Regions from separate parts of the Mus musculus genome. Here region 2 is linked to region 1. Evidence: chromatin contacts called from public Hi-C data. All regions are on one chromosome and are shown on one strand. Each heading gives the region's core, a stretch centred on a gene start, on an enhancer-like site or on the middle of the called end of the contact. The rest is flanking DNA. Distances are from core to core; before and after follow the strand shown. Region 1 overlaps Supt3 (SPT3, SAGA and STAGA complex component). Region 2 has its middle 19 kb from the start of Gm41582.

Region 1 (5,402 bases), core at 1,484-3,983:
TAGAACTGTTAGGGTAAAACACTGATAACAGCAGAGAGATGGGGATCCTGGACTGGGGGCTGGGGGTGAGGGAGGTGGGGGGGGGGGGAGAGGAGCTGCAGAATGGGTAACAGAGTAACCAAATGGGTATAATAAATGTTGGCATAGTAATTACAGTAAAATGTCAACTGTACTTATAGAGTATAGTTATAGTGTTCACACTAGACACTAGAATTCTCTTAACTTTGCTTTTTTTTTTTTTTTTTTTTTTTTTGGTTTTTCGAGACAGGGTTTCTCTGTATAGCCCTAGCTGTCCTGGAACTCACTTTGTAGACCAGGCTGGCCTCGAACTCAGAAATCCACCTGCCTCTGCCTCCCAAGTACTGGGATTAAAGGTGTGAAAAAACCCAATATCTTCTTTTATGCATAGTGTTGACATACAGTTCAAAAATGGAGTCACATGAGATTTCTGAGTGTTTGTAAGAAAACTGCAAGAAACCAAGGCAAGAAGAGTCTTGTGACCTCAATTACTTTAAAACCACGAAATTGTTCCTTGATTATGCTTTTGTGCCCCTCCCAGGTAGAGAGGACAGGAGTGAATTTACTTCAGATTATTCATTACCACTGGTTACCATTATTTGTTTACATGCCTCAGAAAAACATGGTTTTGCCATGTACGACTTTTCCACTACGGGCAGCGTGTCTTGTGGTTGCACACTGTACTCCTGTGATTCCTCTTAACCTTCCTAGAATAAATTGTCTGATGTTCTGAACAAAGTTAGCTATTGCATGAGACTTTGCTTTATCTCATTTATCAGCTCCATTCTCTCAGATCCTACCACCTTTGGAGTGGTAAACAGCATACAACAGTTCTTTCAGCTCTGACTAGAAGCCATTGACTATGGTATCTATAAGCTGGCTGCTGCTTACAGTTTTAGCTGTGAGGGGAAAAGAACCCACAGCACATTCTTCATTTCTCTAAAAAAATATTTTTGAGCCTCTCTACTCTTTATTAAATAAGAGAGAGAGAGAGAGAGAGAGAGAGAGAGAGAGAGAGAGAGAGAGAGAGAGGAAGAAGAAGAAGAAGAAGAAGAAGAAGAAGAAGAAGAAGAAGAAGAAAGAAGAAGAAGAAAAGAAAAAAGAAAGAAAGAGGAGGAAGGAAGGAAGGAAGGAAGGAAGGAAGGAAGGAAGGAAGGAAGACAGATAAAGAGAAAGGCACTGACCTTTTTCCTCTTCCGCTGCTTGGTTTTGGCAGTGTCTTGTCCTGTGTTCCCATTCCCCAAAGAACCAGATGCAGCTCTACCTGAATGCTGTGATCCAGAAGAGGGAGCTGTTGGTGTAGGAGGAGGTGTGTTCTCAGGAGAGTCTGGGCTGGACTTCAAACATGAGGACCCCTGCACAAACATAATATGGCTTTGAGATGAACTGATCTCCTAGCCACAGGAGACTGCCGTTTGTTTCTATACTATTTATAGCTTAAATATTTACTCTTATCTAGTCCATAGAAATGGATGTCTTTCCCTTAAAGTTCTAGTCATAATACTTTTTAATCTAATTATTCAGACAAAAATAAAAATTCTTCAACCATTGCTTCTGCAAATTCTTTAACTCTGTAGGATACCCATATTTCTACATGGACTTTTCCTGAAGAGTCTTATCTACATGCTCCTCGTTCTACTAATCACACTAACCATAGTTCTCTATATGGACCGACCGTTCTCTATAATGCAGTGAAAGACTCTGCACACCCTTGACCAATTCAGGTACGAGTCTCAACAGTATTTCCACGATCAGACTGTACAGACACACCATCAAACAAGAAGGAATAAAGCTGATTTTGATTGAATATCTTTTGTCCCAAATGCTTGGGATCAGTTTTGTTTCATATCTTAGAATTTTGAAAATATAGTTTGGAATATCTGTATAACTCCCAGGGATCATGTCTACATGTGTGTAAACCATATGCTGAAAAAAGATCTAGAACATGTAGGACTTATACTTGCTAGTCTCGTGTCAGTGAGCCAAGCTTAGCAAGCTCAGTTCTGTAGGCAGTTCTTGTTAAGGGTGATGCCTCTTTAGATAAGATGGCCCCAGACAACCTGGTGACTGATACACTGTAATCCAACTGGTGTGGGATCTTCCAAAACCGTCTCTTTGAACGTACCACCCTACGGCCAAGATCCCTGAGCTAGTCTTTGACAATTCTAAGTAGTCTATACAACTAGAGCTTCCTATTAGCTCTCTTTAATGAGTTTCTTAGTTTCCTCAGTTACCCTTTCCTATCCCTCTTTCAACTGCTCTTTTGCTGCCTCTGAGGCCAGAACATTTTTTCTCCCTCTCCCTCATCAGTTCTCATACCTTCAGCACTTTGATTCTGACTAGAGCGTTCACATGCACGCAACACGGAGGCTTATTTTAATTCTCTTGGTTGCTCATTTGGGAGTCAATGTACACTAACTCGACTTCTATGCTTGTTCACATACTTGCTTGTTTGCTTTACAAATCATTCGATCTCCCTGGACCCAGCTCCTATCATTCTCCAGATGCCCTGCTGGCCCATATTTGGCACAATCCTTCATGTTGGCTGCTGATTTGCAATGCTGATGAGTGAGGAGACTGCCTTAGCAGGGCATTATCTCTGTATTTTATCAGGTAATAAAAGGCAGGAAGGAAGACAGTTTCTATGAATGTCTACTTTGACTACCAGTCACAGGGGAGAGAGGATGGCTGCCAGGCCAGGAAAAAGCTCGAGGCTGACACTGACAGTCTGTTAGGATGCTCTCTGAGACTCATGCTCCAACCTCCCAGAGAGCCCAGGAAACCCAGTACACATAGGACATTTTTTTTCAACTGCTCTTTAGCTGGGAAGAGCGCCTGGTGGTTGTTGAGCAGTTGCCCAGGGCGGCTCGGCCACCCCGGAGAACCAAGCAAGAGGGATGGGGATGTTGGGGTGTTTTCTGAGATTTGCAAGCAATCACTTGAAAGTTAAGGGAAAACTAGGTTGTTATGTTCACAGTAAATTTCCTCAATTAGAAATGTTACAACAAATTTGTCTGATGTTAATGGAAAGCACACCATACACACACTCATAAAGCATCAAAGACACTGCAAAGGGCCCTCTTTGACATCATAATTGGGGTTTGAAACATAAAGAAAATAAAGACTGTTTAATCAACTAAGTAAGCTTTAGGAACCTTTAAAAACATGGTGACTGATAATGATGTATGACCTTTTTAATGGGTATAAACATTTCAGTCCCTACTTGGATTTCAAGCCAATATGATTCTCCAAGGGCTATGAAAAGAAGCTGGGTTGATGTCTAGCTTGTTAATAAGATGCTATATGGGCATATGTTATAGTATAGTTCTACACCTCATAGCAAAGAATTAATAACTTGGGGTCCATGGCGAGACCTTAGACTAACAGAATGGCTCTGAATGCAAAGATACACTAAGAAAGTTAAATAAAAATAAAAGCAAGCCCAGAAAGGGATTTACAGGATTTCTCAGACCCCCAAAGAGATCCTTGGCAAAAAACAAATCCCAAGTACATCTTAGAAACAATTTGAGCTACCACCCTCACCCACGGACAGTAACAGGAAGAAGACTATGCTACTAAATGGCCTTTGCCGTGTTCAGGTTATACATTTCAGCCAGCTGGTTCTAAACTCACTCTATAATTATACATGCAGATGTGAGCCTAGCCCTTCTTCTCTATGGTCATTATCATGAATGACAGGAAAGTGCTGTTTTTGTTATTAAGAAACTCAAATATTGGCAAATGTATTCAACATGTTCGGCTTCATTTCTGGTTGTCAGGCACACTGTGTTAGTAGAGGATATTTTAGAAACTGAAAGTGGTGCATAGTTATGTAAAAGGTTACACCTGGTGAGATTTTCTAGTTCCTACAGAAAACGTCCTATCCGTACAAAACAGGTCTGACAAGAGGACCCGATCATCAGACTGAAGATATGTGGGGCTGTGGCAATATGAATTGTTGAGATAAATTGGCACATGAAACGCAAAGTTATGAATAATTGACAGGAATTATTACACGATAATCTCCCTTCCAGTTCTCTCTAAAGTCTCTGTATCTCTTGCATGGTAAGCAAGAATTGTACCATTGATCTACAGCCCCACCCCAGTTCTTCTCTTTACATGTTTCAATGTAAGACATGTTCTGCAACCATCCAATTGTCACTTAAGGGTTAAGAAAGACAATGGGGCCAAAGGGTGAAAAAGGTCATCATATCAAGTGGTTCCTCAGATGGGCACAGCAAATTCTCAATAATTATTTGTGTCAATGGTCAATGTATTAAGAGTCTCCAAGTAAAGACCGTGCAATCCTACATAATCATTTCAAAGTCCTAATGTAAACAAGTAACAAAAGCACAAATGCGCTCTCGTCACATTTTCTGATACTCACCTCAGCAGAGTTGTGGTACTGAATGAAGGTTGCAGAAATGGCATGGCTGAAGGGGTCCCCTGCCTTGGACACCATATCTTGCCTCACTAGAAGAGCCAGATCCACCAGCTGAGGAAGAGAGTAACAGATATAAATTCACATAGCTGGAAATAACCATCAGTGTCACAGAAGATGCACTCAGTAGCATGCTCAGGATGGTACTGATAGCAATACTGCCTCCCATCCATTTTGGACATGAGCACAGCCTCTCACTGACTGGCAACTGAACCAACTCACAATCACAAATGACATGTTTGATTTTCTAAGGGAGTAGTTTTCAAACTTCATTTTGTTATCAATAGTAGCATTTTAAATATGGATTTCTGGGCTAGTCTAGGAATTTTCATTCTCAAAAGGGGCTAACAAGAAGCTGATCCTCCTGCCGGGCGTGGTGACCCATGCCTTTAATCCCAGCACTTGGGAGGCAGCAGCAGATGGATTTCTGAGTTCGAGACCAGCCTGGTCTACAAAGTGAGTTCCAGGATGGCCAGGGCTATACAGAGAAACCTTGTTTCGAAAAACCAAAAAAAAAAAAAAAAAAAAAAAAAAAGAGGCTGACCCTGTAGCCTAGAGACCATACCCAGAGTGAGCTACACCTGGAGTACCATGATCCTATACCTGCATATTTCCAGAGATCAAGGGGCTTCACAGACTTTGAAAGTCACTTGTTTCAAAGTTCAGAAATAAGCACTTGAACAAGTCCCTTGAGGATGTAAGAGTTCAACATGGAATTCCATAACTAGTTAGGATAAAGCTGAAGGAACAGATGTTTTACATACATTTGTATTAATTCACTAAGAATTTCATACATGCAAACAATATATTTAGTTCACTTCCAACTCTTCTAACTCCTCCTAGATCTACTCCCTCCTTCCTCTCCCCGTCTTTGTTTTATTAACCCCAGCCTCCTGGGAGTGGGGCCACCCACTGGAGCATGTTTAACCTATTGGGACCATAA
Region 2 (5,520 bases), core at 1,206-3,705, 210 kb before region 1:
AGCTGGGGCTCTGCCCTCATCATCCTTGGAAGTTGGCCACGCCCTGTCACTTTGCTTAGAGTCTTCCAGGGCTTGACTTCATTCTGAATTATTCTCCGGTCAGTTATTTAAACGTCTGTAGCGCCCAGAAGACAGCCAGCTTCTCTGGGCAGGGACCATGACTTATTCATGGTGACCTTGAACTCTGCCCATTCACGGGCGCTTGAGTTCACATATGCCTGCATGCCAAAGCCATTTGCGGTGTGCCTCCCCCCACCATGCCAGAACACATTACACGAGAGGACTTCCCGAGCCAGATGGGCCACACAGATAACGTGTGTAATGGAAATTCTCACGGAGCCATGACTCAGCCTGCTTAGCCCAATGGGACTTTTCTTTGTACGGCTTGCGGTTATTAGGGTGACAAATGGCTACCGATGCAGGGTTCCCGAGATGAGATGGGGATGCTGGAGAGAGACGTCACCAGGTTTAACACTGTGTACTTTCTTTTACTTTTTTACATTTTTAAATGCAAAACATTACAAATATCTATGCAAACAGGAATTCTAAGAGAATTCTAAGAGCACCATCTAGTCCCAATATCTTTTCATGACTGTTCTTATTTTTAAAGCATCTATTTATTTGAAAGAGAGAGAGAGAGAGAGAGAGAGAGAGAGAGAGCGTGAGTGAGCGTATGTGGAGGTCAGAGGTCACCTCTGCTGGCATCACTTTGTCTCCCTTGCTGTTTCTGTTACTTTGCTGTGTCTGTGAACCCTTCAGGAGATTCTTTCCCACCTGCCCACAGGAATGCTGGGATTACAGGTGTGTGCTGTCCGGCATTTTGCTTGGGTTCCTGGCATGGAGCATAGCAGCCAGGTTTTCAGGGCAGATGCCTTTCCTTGGGAGCGGTCTTTCCAGCCCAAGGCCACCCCTAATTTTCATCCCACTCTCTGTCCCTGGCTTGGAGGGTTTGGAAGCAAAGCCTGGATGTCACCCCATGTTATCATCCATATGTGGATATATGATTGATAGTTCAGAAAGATGATGTCACCCCACGTCATCATATATGTGGATATATGATAATTCAGAAAGACGGGGAGCGTTAAGAAGATATATATAGGTCCTTGCGCTTTTAAAACTTCATAATCTTTTGCTTGCTCAAGACAGGGCTTTGTGTGGCCCAGGACATTCTCAAAGTCACTCTGGAGCCAAAGATGAAATCCTTCTGCTTCCTCTTCTCAGATGCTGAGATTTTAGGGGTGTGCCACCATGGCTAGCTTTATGGAATGCTGGGGATTGAACCCATGGCTTCATGCATGCTAAACCAACACTCCATCAACTAGGTTACACACTCAGCTCCAGGGATTCTTAAGTAGGGACAGTTTTACTCACAAGGGGGTTGTTGTCACACTGGGAGGAGGTAGCTAACACAGGCCAGATATCCTGTTATAAACATACTAGTATGCTCAGAACAGCCTCTCCAAGCCCAGCCGATAAGACTAGAAAGTCAGAGTGTGCCAGGGTCTGTAGAGAAGAAGGTCCGCTAGAGGTTTTACATGATTAGTGTGGGACAGTGACTTTGCTGGGTCCTGTGGAGCTGTCTAGCCCAGCAGTGCTCCCCTTTCAAACCCTCTCCTCTGAACTTAGCCAGTCAGGACTTGGGGGTTGGATGACTCTTGCTTCCCCAGCATGGATCCTGGGTATCTCCCAGCCACAGGCATTTTCCTCAGGGGAGCATCCACTGCCTTCAGCTGGTGCTGCTGTTGAAGGGCTCACGGGCAAGCTATGCCCAGAGGAAAGAACGTACCACAGGACCTCACAACGCTGGCCTCTCTGCATGGCCTTTGTACATATCTACTAGGCACCTAGTGTTTAAGCAAAATTTCCATTATTTTGGTACTTTTAATTGGACACCAAGATGCTTGACATTCCCACAGACACAAGCTCTCAAAGCTTACGTGAAAGCGATGAAATGACCCTTTGAAACGATCAGAAACTCTGGAATTTGAATGTGGTCCACTCACTTAGCTCCTGGTGTCTACCTGGGGTACTTAGTGCACTCCTCACATAGCACCTCGGGTCCACTTTCCCTGGGCCCAATGATTGATGACAAAGCCACAGAGACAAAAGTAGGGGGCGAGACTCCTGCATGTCCAAGAAAGCAGTCCAGAGTTCTGAACCTTGGCTCTTAAGGCAGGGAGCCCTTCACCCAAAGGCCTGTTGAAAGTAATATGAGCAAAAGGGGCCTCTGGAGATGATACCCTCAGACCTGGCAGCTCCTGGGGTTGTCACTACCTACCATCCTTGTGATCATTGGTGGGGACACTGCCTATGCCATCGGGAGCTGGGAAAGGGGAAATGGCGTGGCGGTGACAGAGACCTGTCTGCCATCGCTTTTGCTCTCTGTACTAAAGGAACCGGGTGGGGTGAACAGGGGAACAGATAAGCCCAGCCTTACAAGGCTAATGTGAGCCAACAGGAAGGATTTATGGGGTGACGCTACTTCCATGAATGAGGGCACACAGTGCAGGTGGAGCTAATGCAGTCTGGGAAAGCTTCCAGGAGGAGCCCACAGCTGGCTGGAGCCCAAGAGGAACCGAAAGGAGCCAAGTAGACTGGGGACCCAGGACACGGCTGTCCTGACCTGCCAGGGCACAGCCGGGAAGCCGTGGGAAGCTGTGGGAAGGGTATACAGGTGGGAGGGGAGGGGGGCTGTGTTAGGAGAGAGTGCTCTCAACAACCATTCCCTGAGCTACAGGAAGCCCTGAAGACTGAGCAGGAGACAGGCATAATCAGATTTGCATTTTGAAAAGGTTATTCTGGCCAAAAGTGTCAGGAGGGGGTCACGGAGAGGCGTAAAGTGAGACTTGTTTCGAGGTTGGCAGAGACTCAGACAAGCCTGAAGTAGGGCAGACAACAAGCAAAGGAAAGGGGCCACAGGTTTTGCCACATCCCAGAAGGGCCAAGGCAGCTCTCCGTGAGGTGAGAAATGCCAGCATTGTCAAGGCCTCTGACCGTAAGCCGTGCCCTGCGGCTCTGGTGCGGCGATTCTTCCACGTTCCCAGGGTACCTTGCGGGTTACTCTGGTTTTTCTGCCCAGTGCTTCTTTTCTTTTCTAGGGCAGGAAAGCCTCGTATGTTTTAGGAAGATTTCTATAAAGCAGTTAAAATGGCTGAGGTATGGCTCAGTAACAGTGTCCTTGCCTAAAGCATACAAGGACCTGGGCTCTATTCTCAGCGCCACAAAAAGCAACAGAAAGATCAAATAATGTATTCTTTGGGGGAGAACCTGGGATAGTGAAGCCAGTGTCCCGATTCTGAGTGGAAATCATAAGGTTCACATTCTAGCCACTGGAGACAAGGGCTCCAAAAAGGGGTCTCACTATTTCCGAGACAATTGTGGGGTGTGTGTGTGTGTGTGTGTGTGTGTGTGTGTGTGTAGTGTCTCGTCTCTGATTAACCTGCACTTAACCCGAGGATCCATGGTTAAAGGCTTTGAGATAGGACAGCGTGGGTGGCTCAGACTGCCACCCTGCCACCACAGGCAATGGGGATCTTCGTTAACATGACTTGGTGACAGCAGACACCCTAGCCAGTATGGACAAATGTGATGGTTTCCTCAGGAAGAGTGGGGCCTGGAGGGACTGCTCAGTGGTTAAGCGTGTGTCCTGCTCTTGTCCAGGACCCAAGTTCAGTTCTCCATATCCATGTCAGGAAGCTGTAATTCCAGCTCCAGATGTTCCGATTCCAGATGTCCCAACACCCTCTTTTGGCCTCCTTCAACACCTGTACTCCTGTGCACATAACCATTCACAGACACAAATGCGTGCGCATAATTTTTAAGAAACAATAAAAAATTCTAAACCTTTTAAAGGCTCATTTTAAACTTTATTATTGAAAAATAACAAAAAAAAAAAAAGAACAACGCACCAGACTATAATTAATTGTAATTATTATAATTAATAAGGCTATAAAATTTTTGTTAAAGAAAGGAAGAGTGAGCTCTCTCTCATACACATAAGTATACACTCTTTTAAAAATGTAGTGAGCAAGAGGAAAATGTCTATTTGCACATCTGGCTTGTTCTTTAAATAGCTCATTCCAAGAAAGGAATATATTCACCCTGTCTTAATTTATGTTTCTACCTTTTTCTTCCAACAGGCCTGCAGGAGGAAGGAGGGAGGGGGCTGGCCCTCGCAGGGATTCGGCAATGGCCTTGGTATGCCGCTGCCTACACAGCAGTATTTAACCCAATTACAGGATAATAAGGGCTCAGACAAATTGTCTGCAAACAGATATGTCTATGTGTAAACCCTTGACTTTGGGAACATGTGTCTGGAGCCAGAGAAAAGGGGTGTGCTTAGCGAGAGAGCGCGTCAGCTCAGAAACCCTCCCCCTAAGTGTGGACACTCTTGAGTTCTGGACAAAAGGCTCTCCAGGTTCAGACTGCATGTTTGTTCTAAAACCACACACACACACACACACACACACACACGAGCATTTTAGTACAAGATGGAAAAATCTGTATCTTAGATTGTCCTGGGGGAAGGGGGTGCTGTACCCACCCTGAGATACTGAGGGACTCTGGTTGGCTCAGTGTGGCCCTCAGGTGGACTGCCATTCCTGGGGGGGCTGCCCAGTGACTCTCCTTCCCTTCCCTCTCAGAGAGTCTCCCTGATGTGATACCGACCTCAAACCATCCCTAAAGGCAATGGGCCAGGCTGGGCAGGGAGAGGGCAGGGAGGGCCAATTACAAAGGAACGGAAGCTTGTTTCAGAGTAGGATTCTCTGCCATCAGGCATCGGATGAAGAAGAGCTCCCCGGATTAGCAGACCTTGCCTTCCATCTACTGCAAAGCAGGAGCTGAGACAAAACTATGTGTCCCACACTATTCATAAGGTCCCTTGGGGGAGTAATAGAGAACGCAACTTATGGATCTGAAGGCTGTTCTCAGAGACTTGGAACTTTTCTGAAAATGAAGGTGACTGGAGTTCATTTTTCCCTAGCCCTTCACACCTAGAGGAGAAAGAATGTACACACACACTCAATGAAAGCAGGAAGCTTGCTTGCCGTGGCGATGGTGTGGTGGTACACTCGTGTGCGTGTGTTCCTGTATGCATGTGTGCATAGGCGTGGGCAGACATCCTCTCCCATTTTGCAAATTGCTAGGGTTCTGTTTAGTTTTTTTTTTAAAGGATTTGTTTTTGTTCTGTTTATGTCTGTATGGCACACGTGTGTGTAGGGAGGGAATGGCAGGCAGTTGGGAGGCACCCGGTATGGGTGCTCTAACCATTGAGCCACCTTACTCACCCCCGTGAGTTCTACTTACTCACAGTTAGCTGATTCATGCTTGCCTGCTGGTTATTTCCATCCCACTGTCTCTTGCTGCTGCTCCATGACAACTGTCTTCTCTCCACAGTTCGCTTGTTGGTTTATCAGACATGGCTGAGAGTTACCCACATGCAGGTGGTGGAAGGCTGCTTGCGTGTCCAGAGAAAGGAGTTCTGCCAACTTCAAGGTTCTTCTGAGGCCTGATGGAAGT

The links. A called contact is a pair of places that touch in the nucleus more often than the background predicts.
Region 2: a Hi-C map of the N1E-115 cell line shows a contact between it and region 1, with 2.9 times the contacts expected there. The contact joins two enhancer-like sites. A contact is called at or near these places in 2 of 15 datasets of contacts at CTCF or cohesin (pro-B cells and stem cell-derived epiblast-like cells), 6 of 484 Hi-C or Micro-C datasets (the C10 cell line, the N1E-115 cell line, Sertoli cells and 2 more) and 2 of 115 datasets of contacts at active chromatin or transcription factors (embryonic stem cells and kidney).

The regions. Positions count from the first base shown.
Region 1 is chr17:45,037,187-45,042,588 of GRCm38.p6, reverse strand. Supt3 (SPT3, SAGA and STAGA complex component) reads right to left here. Exons shown (of 12, transcript NM_178652.3): 9 at 4,406-4,513; 10 at 1,203-1,373. Among named protein-coding and RNA genes, the nearest start is that of Gm35097, 110 kb to the left of the region's middle. Within about 2 kb of position 2,733, at least 4 of the 459 cell types and tissues checked have an H3K27ac peak or open chromatin away from gene starts, as enhancers often do. A contact at or near this core is called in the N1E-115 cell line, where this site is marked.
Region 2 is chr17:45,242,061-45,247,580 of GRCm38.p6, reverse strand. No RefSeq gene overlaps it. Among named protein-coding and RNA genes, the nearest start is that of Gm41582, 19 kb to the left of the region's middle. Within about 2 kb of position 2,455, at least 39 of the 459 cell types and tissues checked have an H3K27ac peak or open chromatin away from gene starts, as enhancers often do. A contact at or near this core is called in the N1E-115 cell line, where this site is marked.